Regions from separate parts of the Mus musculus genome. Here region 2 is linked to region 1. A link is a contact called in public Hi-C data. All regions are on one chromosome and are shown on one strand. Each heading gives the region's core, a stretch centred on a gene start, on an enhancer-like site or on the middle of the called end of the contact. The rest is flanking DNA. Distances are from core to core; before and after follow the strand shown. Region 1 overlaps Gm34995 (a long non-coding RNA gene). Region 2 has its middle 44 kb from the start of Ptcd2.

Region 1 (4,928 bases), core at 2,129-4,628:
CCAGCTTGGCCTACATAGTGAGTTATGTAACAGTCATGGCCTGAGACCATGAGACCCTGTCTTTAAAAAAGGAAAAGGTGCTAGGTGATGGTGGCACACGCCTTTAGTTCCAGCACTCTGTAGGCAGAGGCAGAGAGGCAGAGGCAGAGAGGCAGAGGCAGAGAGGCAGAGGCAGAGAGGCAGAGGCAGAGAGGCAGAGGCAGAGAGGCAGAGGCAGAGAGGCAGAGGCAGAGAGGCAGAGGCAGAGAGGCAGAGGCAGAGAGGCAGAGGCAGAGAGGCAGAGGCAGAGGCAGAGGCAGAGGCAGAGGCAGAGGCAGAGGCAGAGGCAGAGGCAGAGGCAGAGGCAGAGGCAGAGGCAGAGGCAGAGGCAGAGGCAGAGGCAGAGGCAGAGGCAGGCGGATCTCTGAGTTCAAGGTCAGCCTGGTCTACAGAGTTCCAGTACAACCAGCATTACACAGAGAATCCCTGTCTCAAAAAAAAACCAAAAAACAAAAAACAAACAAAGAAACAACAACAACAACAACAAAAACAGAGTGGGCAAGGAAGGAAGGAAAGAAGGGAGAAAGAAAAACAAAGATTGGCTTTAGAAATTTAGAAATTACCTTCTAATTTTTGCTTTGTGTCAATATTCTACATATTTAGAAACATAAATTTTAACATTAAGAGAAATTTTACCCAGAATTTAAAAATAATGGTGGTAGCCACGAGGTTAAGGGATAGTGCTGTAGCCAGATGTACCGTATGGTTTGTATGCTTAATATGAAAAACATAAATATCACTAGAGAGGTGAAGAATGTATATAATAAAAATGTAAACACATCCTGGGCTGTGGATGTAGCTCAATGGTACAGTTTGCCAAGTATGAGTGAGACCCTGGGTTCGGTTCTGAGCATGGAAAAAAACGTCGTATTCTTTGTATTTTTTTTTTTTAAACCTTTAATACAATTTGCTTGTTGTCAATTGTGTAAAATTATTGCATAGTGCTTTATTTTCTTGATTTTTAGGATTATTCTTCTATTCTAAATAGTAAGTATATGCGACATCTGAACACTCCAGCCTAGGACAGTGACTCAGTGGTTAAGGACACACACACTGCTCTTGAGAAGAGTTAGGGTCCTAGTGCCCCAGTCTGGCAGCTCACACCATGTGTAACTCCAGTTCTAAGGGATCTGGACGCTGCAGGTGCTGTGTCTTCTGCAGGTATCTCTCTCCGTGTTATCTCCCACACGGAGACTTAGAAACATAACTAAGAAAAAACAAATCATTAAATTTCCCGGATTGTGGGGCTGGAGAGATGGCTCAGCAGTTAAGGGCACTGACTGCTCTTCCAAAGGTCCTGAGTTCAATTCCCAGCAACCACATGATGGCTTACAACCATCTGTAATGAGATCCGATGCCCTCTTCTGGTGTGTCTGAAGACAGCCACAGTGTACTCATATAAATAAAATAAATCTTTAAAAAAAAGAAATTTCCTGGATTGTTTTCACTCATCTTTTGTTTGTTTGTTTGTTTGTTTTGTTTTGTTTTTTTTCGAGACAGGGTTTCTCTGTGTAGCCCTGGCTGTCCTGGAACTCACTCTGTAGACCAGGCTGACCTCGAACTCAGAAATCCGCCTGCCTCTACCTCCCAAGTGCTGGGATTAAAGGTGTGAGCCACCACTGCCCTGCTTTTTAAATTTTTTTTCCTATTTTTTGTTTTAAAGATTTATTTTTTTTATGTATATGAGTACACTGTTGCTATCTTTAGACACACCAGAAAGGGCATTGGATCCTGATATAGATGGTTGTGAGCCACCATGTGGTTGCTGGAATTTGAACTCAGGACCTCTGGAAGAGCAGTCAGTGCTCTTAACCTACCTCTGAGCCATCTCTCCAGCCCCTCTACCTATCTTTTAAACCTTCCTAAAAGATTATCCATTTTTAAAAGAAAGTTTGAAAAATTTATGTGTTTTGCCTGTATGTGTGTGTCTCTCTCTCTGTGTGTGAGAAAGACTTATGTGCCTAGCCTCATTGGGATCAGAAAAGGGCATCAGATCTCCTGGTACTGGTGTTACAAATAATTATGAGTCACCATGTGGTTGCCAGGAACCAAACATAGATCCTTTGCAAAAACAAGTGCCCTTAACCACTGAGCCACCTCTTCAGTCTCTGATTTGTTTTCTTAAAAGTTAAACATATTCTACGCCCCAGTGTAGGGGAATGCCAGGGCCAGGAAACTGGAGTGGGTGGGTTGGTAAGCAGGGGGAGGGGGGCTTCAGAGGGAGACCAGGTAAGGGGATAACATTTGAAATGTAAATAAAGAAAATATCTAATAAAAACGAGTCAAATATAGTTATTAAAACCTATGTTGTTAAAGATGTTCCACATGCATTTTATTCAATGGCGCTGTATAAGCTAAGGTAGACTTATCATTGTATGCCCCCAAACGTGGTACTGAGATGCCAGACATTCGTTCATCTATGACAGATAGGCTGAGAAAGACGTCTCCTCTCCACATTGAGAGCATCAAGGACTCCAGCGATTTCCTCTGCCCTTAGAAGAGAGGAAGTATGGACGTCTGTTTCTGCTAAGGAGACCTTCGTCAATGATGAAGTCTGCCCCTCTGATCAGCTGATGTCTTTATTTCTGGAATGTTCTTCTGAACTCTACATTAAATATTATTTTAAATTAATGAGTGAATATGGTAATTATTCTATACCTGCTGACGTTGAAAGATACCATTCATGAACTTATCTACATGATTCCTCTTCCCAAACTTTTAAATCTGTGCAAACCAAGTGAAAAGTTAATTCGTAACAATAATCCATGACAACTTGTCTGGCTCCCTTTTATTCCTGCTGCAGAGTGAAACTGGTTAGGATGACATTGACTTGGTCAGAACTAGTGTTTTCACTCCTCAAAACACACGTGAAAAATATATTTAAAATATATATATAATATATATCATATTTCTATGATTTTTTTGAAAAAAATTTAAAAGGTGATTTTTTTTGTTTGTTTGTTGTTTGTTTTTTGAGACAGGGTTTCTCTGTATAGCCCTGGCTGTCCTGGAACTCACTTTGTAGACCAGGCTGGCCTCAAACTCAGAAATCCACCTGCCTCTGCCTCCCGAGTGCTGGGGTTAAAGGCGTGCACCACCATGCCAGCTTTAAAAGGTGAATTCTTATTTGATTTCTGGAGTTCTGTAAGAGAGAGGAGGGTTGGATTCCATTCAGCAGAAATTCTCCTCTTAACAGCATTTCTTCATGTGGATCATCTCCGCTGGATTGACATCTCTGCAGCCATCTGAGGTTAACACCAAAAGGGTGTCACAGGACAGACTTCCTCTTCTCTTTCTTCAACAGCTTGCTGCTTCCTGGAAAATCAGTGAATTTGCACCACTTCTTACTCAAATCGGCCCCCTCAGCTTTTTGCTCAGTTCCCACTAACACCTCAGACCACTAGGCCAAGAATGGGACTACTTCCTGTTTGTCTGAGACAGGGCCTTTCTAGGTTATCCTGGTTGTTCTAAAACTCCCTATGTAGATCAGGCTAGCCTTGAATCTGCCTGCTTCTGCTTCCAGGGCATTGGATTAAAGTCCTATGCCCCCGTGCTGGGCTAGGACTGCTAATTCTTCATCTCTGCTCTGCTCTGCTCCGGAGTCATGAGCGCTGCCGGCTTCTCAGTCCCACAGCTGAGTGTAGGTCTCTTCCGGTGGCTGTGAGGCCTCCCTCCTCCTTACGTCTTTTAGTTTGGGAGGTGTGGAGCTGGCAACATGGTTTCTCATTCTTGTTACTTTTAGTTTCTAAAAGGAGAGGCAGGAGACATCTAGCCTTTCCTTGTCATGTTAATAATACTTGGATAGCTTGGCTTTCATTTCTTCCATTGATATTCATTTTGCTTTTTTAAAAATACTTTTAGTTAAGGTGCAAATGAAGGGGTTACATTATTACATTTTCATTATAATATCAGTATAAGTTGTCCACTTTTGCCCCTCCCCCCAGTCCCCAGAATCCCTGCCACTCCTGCCGGTGCCCTTCCTCCTGGCCAGGTGTTCCCCATCTGCTTTCCTGTCATTTGCATATATTTGTCTAACTTCTGCACATAAGAAAACACGCACTATTTGTCTTCCTCTCCCTTCCCCTTTCTTCCTCCCAATAGGCCCTCATATACTTTCATGTCATATAAACATGCATACATATACATGCTGGTGTTTAAATGGAGATTTCCTCATGAAAAAACATGTTTATGTGAGTCACTTAACTTCATGGTCTCCATTTCCCCCTGGATTACATAATTTTACTTTTTCTTTATGGCTAAATAAAACTCCACGGACATTTTCTTTATCCATCGATGATGGCTGATGGACATCAGCCCAGGTCCTATACTTTTGTCTGTTGTGAACAGGACTGCAGGAACATAGATGTGCAAGTGTCTCTGGTTCTGAGGATACTAGCTATACTTAAATGTGAAGTTCGTATCTGTGCCCAATAACCTTTGTTATGTCAGGGTAGCCCTGCTCTGCTCCTAAATTTGATGCTATTTTTCAAGCCCATTTTCCCCCTGAATGGTGATTCCTTTTTTGTTTTTTGTTTTTTGTTTTTTTTGTTGTTGTTGTTGTTTTTCTAGACACAGTTTCTGTGTAGTCCTGGCTGTCCTGGAACTCACTCTGTAGACCAGGCTGGCCTTGAACTCAGAAATCCGCCTGCCTCTGCCTCCTGAGTGCTGGGATTAAAGGTGTGCGCCACCACTGCTCGGCTGAAAGGTGATTCCTTACTTCCTGTTCCTATCTGTAGTTTGGGAGATCCTCACTTCAAAAGGACAGTTTACCTGGTAGCGAATACAGGTTTTGGTTGGGGTAGGAACAGGCTATAGGTGACCTGACCTCTAGGGCTGGTCTCCCTGACTCTCCAGGGCATTGTCCATTCTCCAATCTTAGCTGGCCCTGG
Region 2 (5,096 bases), core at 63-2,562, 470 kb after region 1:
GCAATAAAGCCATTTGTAGAACAATATGGCCATAGTAATCTACATTTTTTTTAAATTAAATGCGACTTGACTGTTGCTGAATCTGGAATAGTTTAAGTGGCACACAGCGGCATTAACCTTGGGTGGGAGGCAAGGTCAGAGGAATAAGAAAGGAAATTAACTTTTTGTTTGTATACTTCTCAATTGTTTGAATGTCTTAAATCGGCATGTATTTAATAACTTAACCACAACACCCATTTTTTTGTTACCTTTTGGAAAACATCTTCTATATCCTGGGGTAGTGGTTTACTAATAAGTTTTAACTACTAAAGTAAGTTTTCTTATCTAATAGGCATTATTTTAGTCTCTTTGAAAAATATATCCTTAAATCAGATAGATAGATAGATAGATAGATAGATAGATAGATAGATAGATAGATAGATAGATAGACAGATGGATGGACAGACAGATGGATCGACAAAACTGTTTTGTCCTCTTTTTTAAAAGTGCAAAATAACCTCCGCTTTATATTTTGCCTTCAAAAAACAAACCTTTCTCTCTCTAGCTTCTTCCCACTTCAAACTTCTTAATCCCCTAACCATAATTAGCATCTAGTCCCATATCCTAGCAAGTCACAGATTCCAGGGACTTGAGGCTTAATAGAAGTAAAATTTGAGAAGAGGGGCTGGAAAGGTGTCTGGGTGGTTAAGAGTACTTGCTGTTCTTTCAAAGGACTCAGGTTCGATTCCCATGAACCACATGAAAGTTCAACATCTCCTTGGACACCCGGCATGCATGTGGTGCAAAACACTCTCACATACAATAATAATAAAATAAATCTAAATAAATAAAATAAAGTTAAAATGTTTTGAGAAGGGACGATTTCTTCTGAGAAATCTTTGGAGATTTCTTTTTCCCTTATTAGATTAAAACCAGAGCTGTATATAATTAACTTGCCATCTAAAGAACAGCCTCAAGTTCTGCTTCATAGACTCTAGCTACTATAGATTGATTTTAAAAGTCATTTCAACCCTGTTAAATTTGCTGCCAAGAACTTTCAATACACCACGCAGGGCCTGCTGTGGTGAGGTTTTGTATTTATGACACCAAATAAAGACATTTCCCTAAGTATTTTCTCTAAGAGACTTTTATCATTTGACTTTGTTTGTAGCAAGCTATGTTTTTACATGGTCCACTTCAGCAGCTGTTGCTTTAAAACGTAAATGGCACACCCATATGAGCTTCATTCACTTCACCCTCCCTGCACAACCTGATACATCTTTATGAGAGAACCTTTCCCCTGCCTCCAATGCCCAAGGAGGAAGTTAGTAAGAAAACCCCGAGAGTGTTAATTTCCTTCCACTTCCTGCCGCCATGCAGCCCACTTGAAGACAACATTCCGCAAATAAGCCTATTGCCATGTGACTGAGACTCTGCTAATTTTCCTGACAGGACAATGGCTCAGCGCCTCCGAGTTCCTATGTTTAGGGTTAGGGTAGGCATGCTCTTCTGCCCAGATGTGGCTGGCGAGTCAGTGGAAATCGCATCCCATCTGTACATCCCCAGGAGAGAGAACCATGATTTATCCTACAGTAAGAGTGTTCCCTGGAAACAACATGGACCTGAAAATGCCCGCTTCTCCCAATCTAGAAAATGATGATCTACATCTAACGTCTAACTACAAGACGTTTTTATTTATGTATCTCTAGAGTTAGCCCACCTTTCCTCCTGAGAGCTCTGCTGCGGCCAGCTCAGTGGAACCACCTCCATCTTCCTTTCTCTGGCTTGCTACATTGTTTTCTGACTGCTGCTTTCTTTCGGTCCCACCATATCCACATTCTCCACATAAATTTAGGAATGTAAATCAGACTCAATCCTAGACTTCCCACTGAGCCTGTTATCTTCCTACTCTGAACCATGTCCCCTGCCCCCTAATACCCACACCCGGGCCTTGGCACTGTCCCTGTACTTCAGCTGCTAAATCTCAGCTATACTTTCGAGATGGCATCCCTCACCCTGCCTTGGCGCTTTGCCATGCTCTCTCTCCACCCCCTGCTTGAGACTTAATTTCTAGGGCTCTTCGCTGGACTCACTCCTCCTGCTTCCTCAAGTTCTCCTTAGAGACACCTCCTCACCACCCATACAGAGAGACTCTCTCTGTTCTCCTCCACAGCCTCTTCCTCTTCTCTTTCTTCATACTTATCATCCCCACAGTGGTTTACTGCCTGCCTGTTCCAGCTTCTCAAAGCTTCCCATGGAGACCAACTTAGGGCTGTACCCAACTCAAGCTCTTCCAGCTTAGAAAGCGTACCCTGTCCCCAGGGCCAGTTATCACAAGCCAGTTTTCAATATGAACAGTACACTATTCAACTAACATGCAGAAAGCAGTGGACATTGAGAACAGAGGGGTGCAGTGAACTGTCCACCAACTTGAAGGGTATGTGGCTAATTTTTGTGATGGGGAAAGGTGCAGATATAGTTTTAGGACAGGATATAGAAAGCTCATTTCTTTTTCCTAATTCACACTGGGGAAACATCATGTTGGTCATTTGAGACAGTGAGAATTCCAGGATCACCCAGAAATAATATGGACACTTTAATCTTCATCCATCTACAAGGGAAACAGACATGTTGTCTTCCTCTGTGCTCAGGAGAGTGACCATCCATGCTGGTCCATGTGGGTCTGTCCTCAAGTACACACCATCTTTATTTCAGCAAAGCCCCCAGTTCCAAACCAATGAGAATGGATAATCCCTCGTGCTGGGAAAAGGGAAGTTAGCTTCGGCAAACAACCAGAGGTTTGTATGACAAGACGAGAGCAACAGGAAAGCCAAAACAGACACCTTTATCTCTGATAAAGATGGCTCACAGTATAGGGCGAAGAAGACACTGACCAGGCAGAAAGCCCGACTTTGGGGATTGGAGAAAAATCTCACTTTCTGCAAGCAGACCTGCCTGCAATAAAGACAAGATCCGACCTTTGCACATATGTTAATTGTATTCACATTTATCAAAGGAAAAGCCATTCTGTCTTCCTGAAGGGAGGAACATGGGAAGGGTTGTGAGGGAAAGGGTGGGCATGAGGGACAGACAAGGTCAGTGCACGGATGGCTCCTCCCTCGCAGAGAAAGAAACACCATGAGAGACGGGGTTGGCGACAAAGCATTTTTATCAGCGCATACTCATTTCTTATAAATTAAAAAGGTGTTATTGTGACATTTCCATATGTGTACTGAATGTTAAGGACAGATGTAAAGAGCCATTGAACTCATAGCCTGGGAGGTGCACAGAGGTCTAAAAATCACAAAATTTGTAATAGAAATGTCCTTGTGACAAGAATAAATCAAACTCCTTGTTTCATGAGCTAATCCCGTAGGCAAATGAGCTGTTGTGCTTGCTCACCTGCTGGAGTGGCAGAGCTCAAACCCAAGACCCCTGACTCTGGACCATAATCTTTCTCATTCTGAGCTGCCTCCTTTTCTAATCTAATTGGGAACACTTTTCTTAGAAGTTTGTTTGTTTGTTTGTTTGTCTCAGAAGTGACTTCTGTGATTGTCTATCACTTTACTAAATCAAATTCCCTGTAATAAAACACCGGAAGCAGAATGCTTTATAAAGAAATGAGGTTTCTTTAGCTCAGAATTTGGAAGGTTAAAAGTCCACACAGCTAACTCTGGGGAGGGCACCCCCAACTGATCTCCTCATAGCAGATGGTCTCACGGGGATGGGAGAAACGGTGAGAGGAACCACGTGGTGAGAACGGAGAGCTAGGAGGACATACGCACAGCTTGCTTTTTCTAGAACTAACTTGGAGTCTCAAGAGAACTACAATAATCACCCCTGATGACATGCCACCAGTTACCTGTGAGGACTTTCTCTAGACCCTCATTTTTAAAGTAGATTCTTAACTTCACTGCACTGAGAACCAAGCTTCCGACACACACACTTAAGTCACAACCGTCTCAAAGGACAAACTGATTCTTGGGGAAACTAAATGATTTGCTTGGGGGCACAGGGATAAAAGGCACACACCAATCATGGGGCTCTGGGGACCTGTTGCCTCATTGCCAAGGCTGGCTCTTTCTGGCTCTCTTGGAGTTCCACCACCAAGGACTGTTGGACACATCTCCAAGTGTCCCTGGACGCTCTGAGCAGAAGTCCCTCTGATTGTCCCATGGAGTCCTTTGAGCACGTAGAGGCATTTCTAAGCGGCATTGTGGTGTCTGTCCTCAGAGGTGAAATAATAAGGAGCTCCCTGAACCCCAAGAAAGTGTTAGTTTGACCTTTAAGGTAGTATCACCCTGAGTTACTAAAAAGGTTAACCCTTTGGTGCTAGAGGGCTTGTGAGCTCCGTGATCTTATAGAAAATTGTTGAAGTGTTTACATTGTATTTTCCTAGCACTAAAGTATCTTAGTGCTTCTCCACCATTGCCATGGGGTTAGGAAGGCCACTGATGTAATTTTGATGGGCTTTTGCCTTAGGAACTGAGACAGTTCCAGGGCTTAAGGAACTGGTCAAATGCAGGACTCACTACCTGTCTCTTTCTCATGGCTTCTTGTTTCCCCTGCTGCTTCTGTTCAATTTCCTCTCTCTACTACCTGGTTGAGGCTGCCTGTTAGAGGTTTCTAAACGTCCCGGATTATGGCTTTGCATTGGTTTTGCTTGTCATGTCCCCAACTTTGCACCTCTAAGGATACAGGAACAAACCAAACTGTTTCTCTTACTATGCTTCCACAACACAGACCTCTGCTCTAATCAAATGTGTAAGGGCATGGGGTGTTGCTGTGCAGCCAAGCAAGCAATTAGCACTGAAGCAGGCACCAGCTCAGTCCTGACACTGTCTACTGGAACACACCATCAGATGCCAGGCCACAGCTCAGTCCCATGAGACAGTCCTCCGTTTTAGATGCCAGTTTTAAACTCTTACTTTGTTAGGACTGTGCTTTCGATTGGCTGTAGGTCAGCATCAGAGTTGACTAATGTGCTATAGAAGCTTCCAGAACCCAGGGAAACATTGGCATTCACTGTTTGAATTTGTAAAAGGTACCATGGAGGATGCAGATGTGGAGATGCATAGGACAAGGTCGCTGGAAGGAACGCTGGGCCTCTGGCCCTC

What was found. A called contact is a pair of places that touch in the nucleus more often than the background predicts.
Region 2: a contact with region 1 is called in a Hi-C map of bone marrow-derived macrophages, with 15 read pairs. The contact joins two enhancer-like sites. A contact is called at or near these places in 1 of 484 Hi-C or Micro-C datasets (bone marrow-derived macrophages), 1 of 115 datasets of contacts at active chromatin or transcription factors (cardiomyocytes) and 1 of 9 other capture datasets (embryonic stem cells).

Annotation. Positions count from the first base shown.
Region 1 is chr13:98,829,228-98,834,155 of GRCm38.p6, forward strand. Gm34995 (a long non-coding RNA gene) reads left to right here. Exons shown (of 3, transcript XR_382806.4): 3 at 2,470-2,658. Among named protein-coding and RNA genes, the nearest start is that of Gm34995, 16 kb to the left of the region's middle. Within about 2 kb of position 3,379, at least 81 of the 459 cell types and tissues checked have an H3K27ac peak or open chromatin away from gene starts, as enhancers often do. A contact at or near this core is called in bone marrow-derived macrophages, where this site is marked.
Region 2 is chr13:99,298,124-99,303,219 of GRCm38.p6, forward strand. No RefSeq gene overlaps it. Among named protein-coding and RNA genes, the nearest start is that of Ptcd2, 44 kb to the right of the region's middle. Within about 2 kb of position 1,313, at least 5 of the 459 cell types and tissues checked have an H3K27ac peak or open chromatin away from gene starts, as enhancers often do. A contact at or near this core is called in bone marrow-derived macrophages, where this site is marked.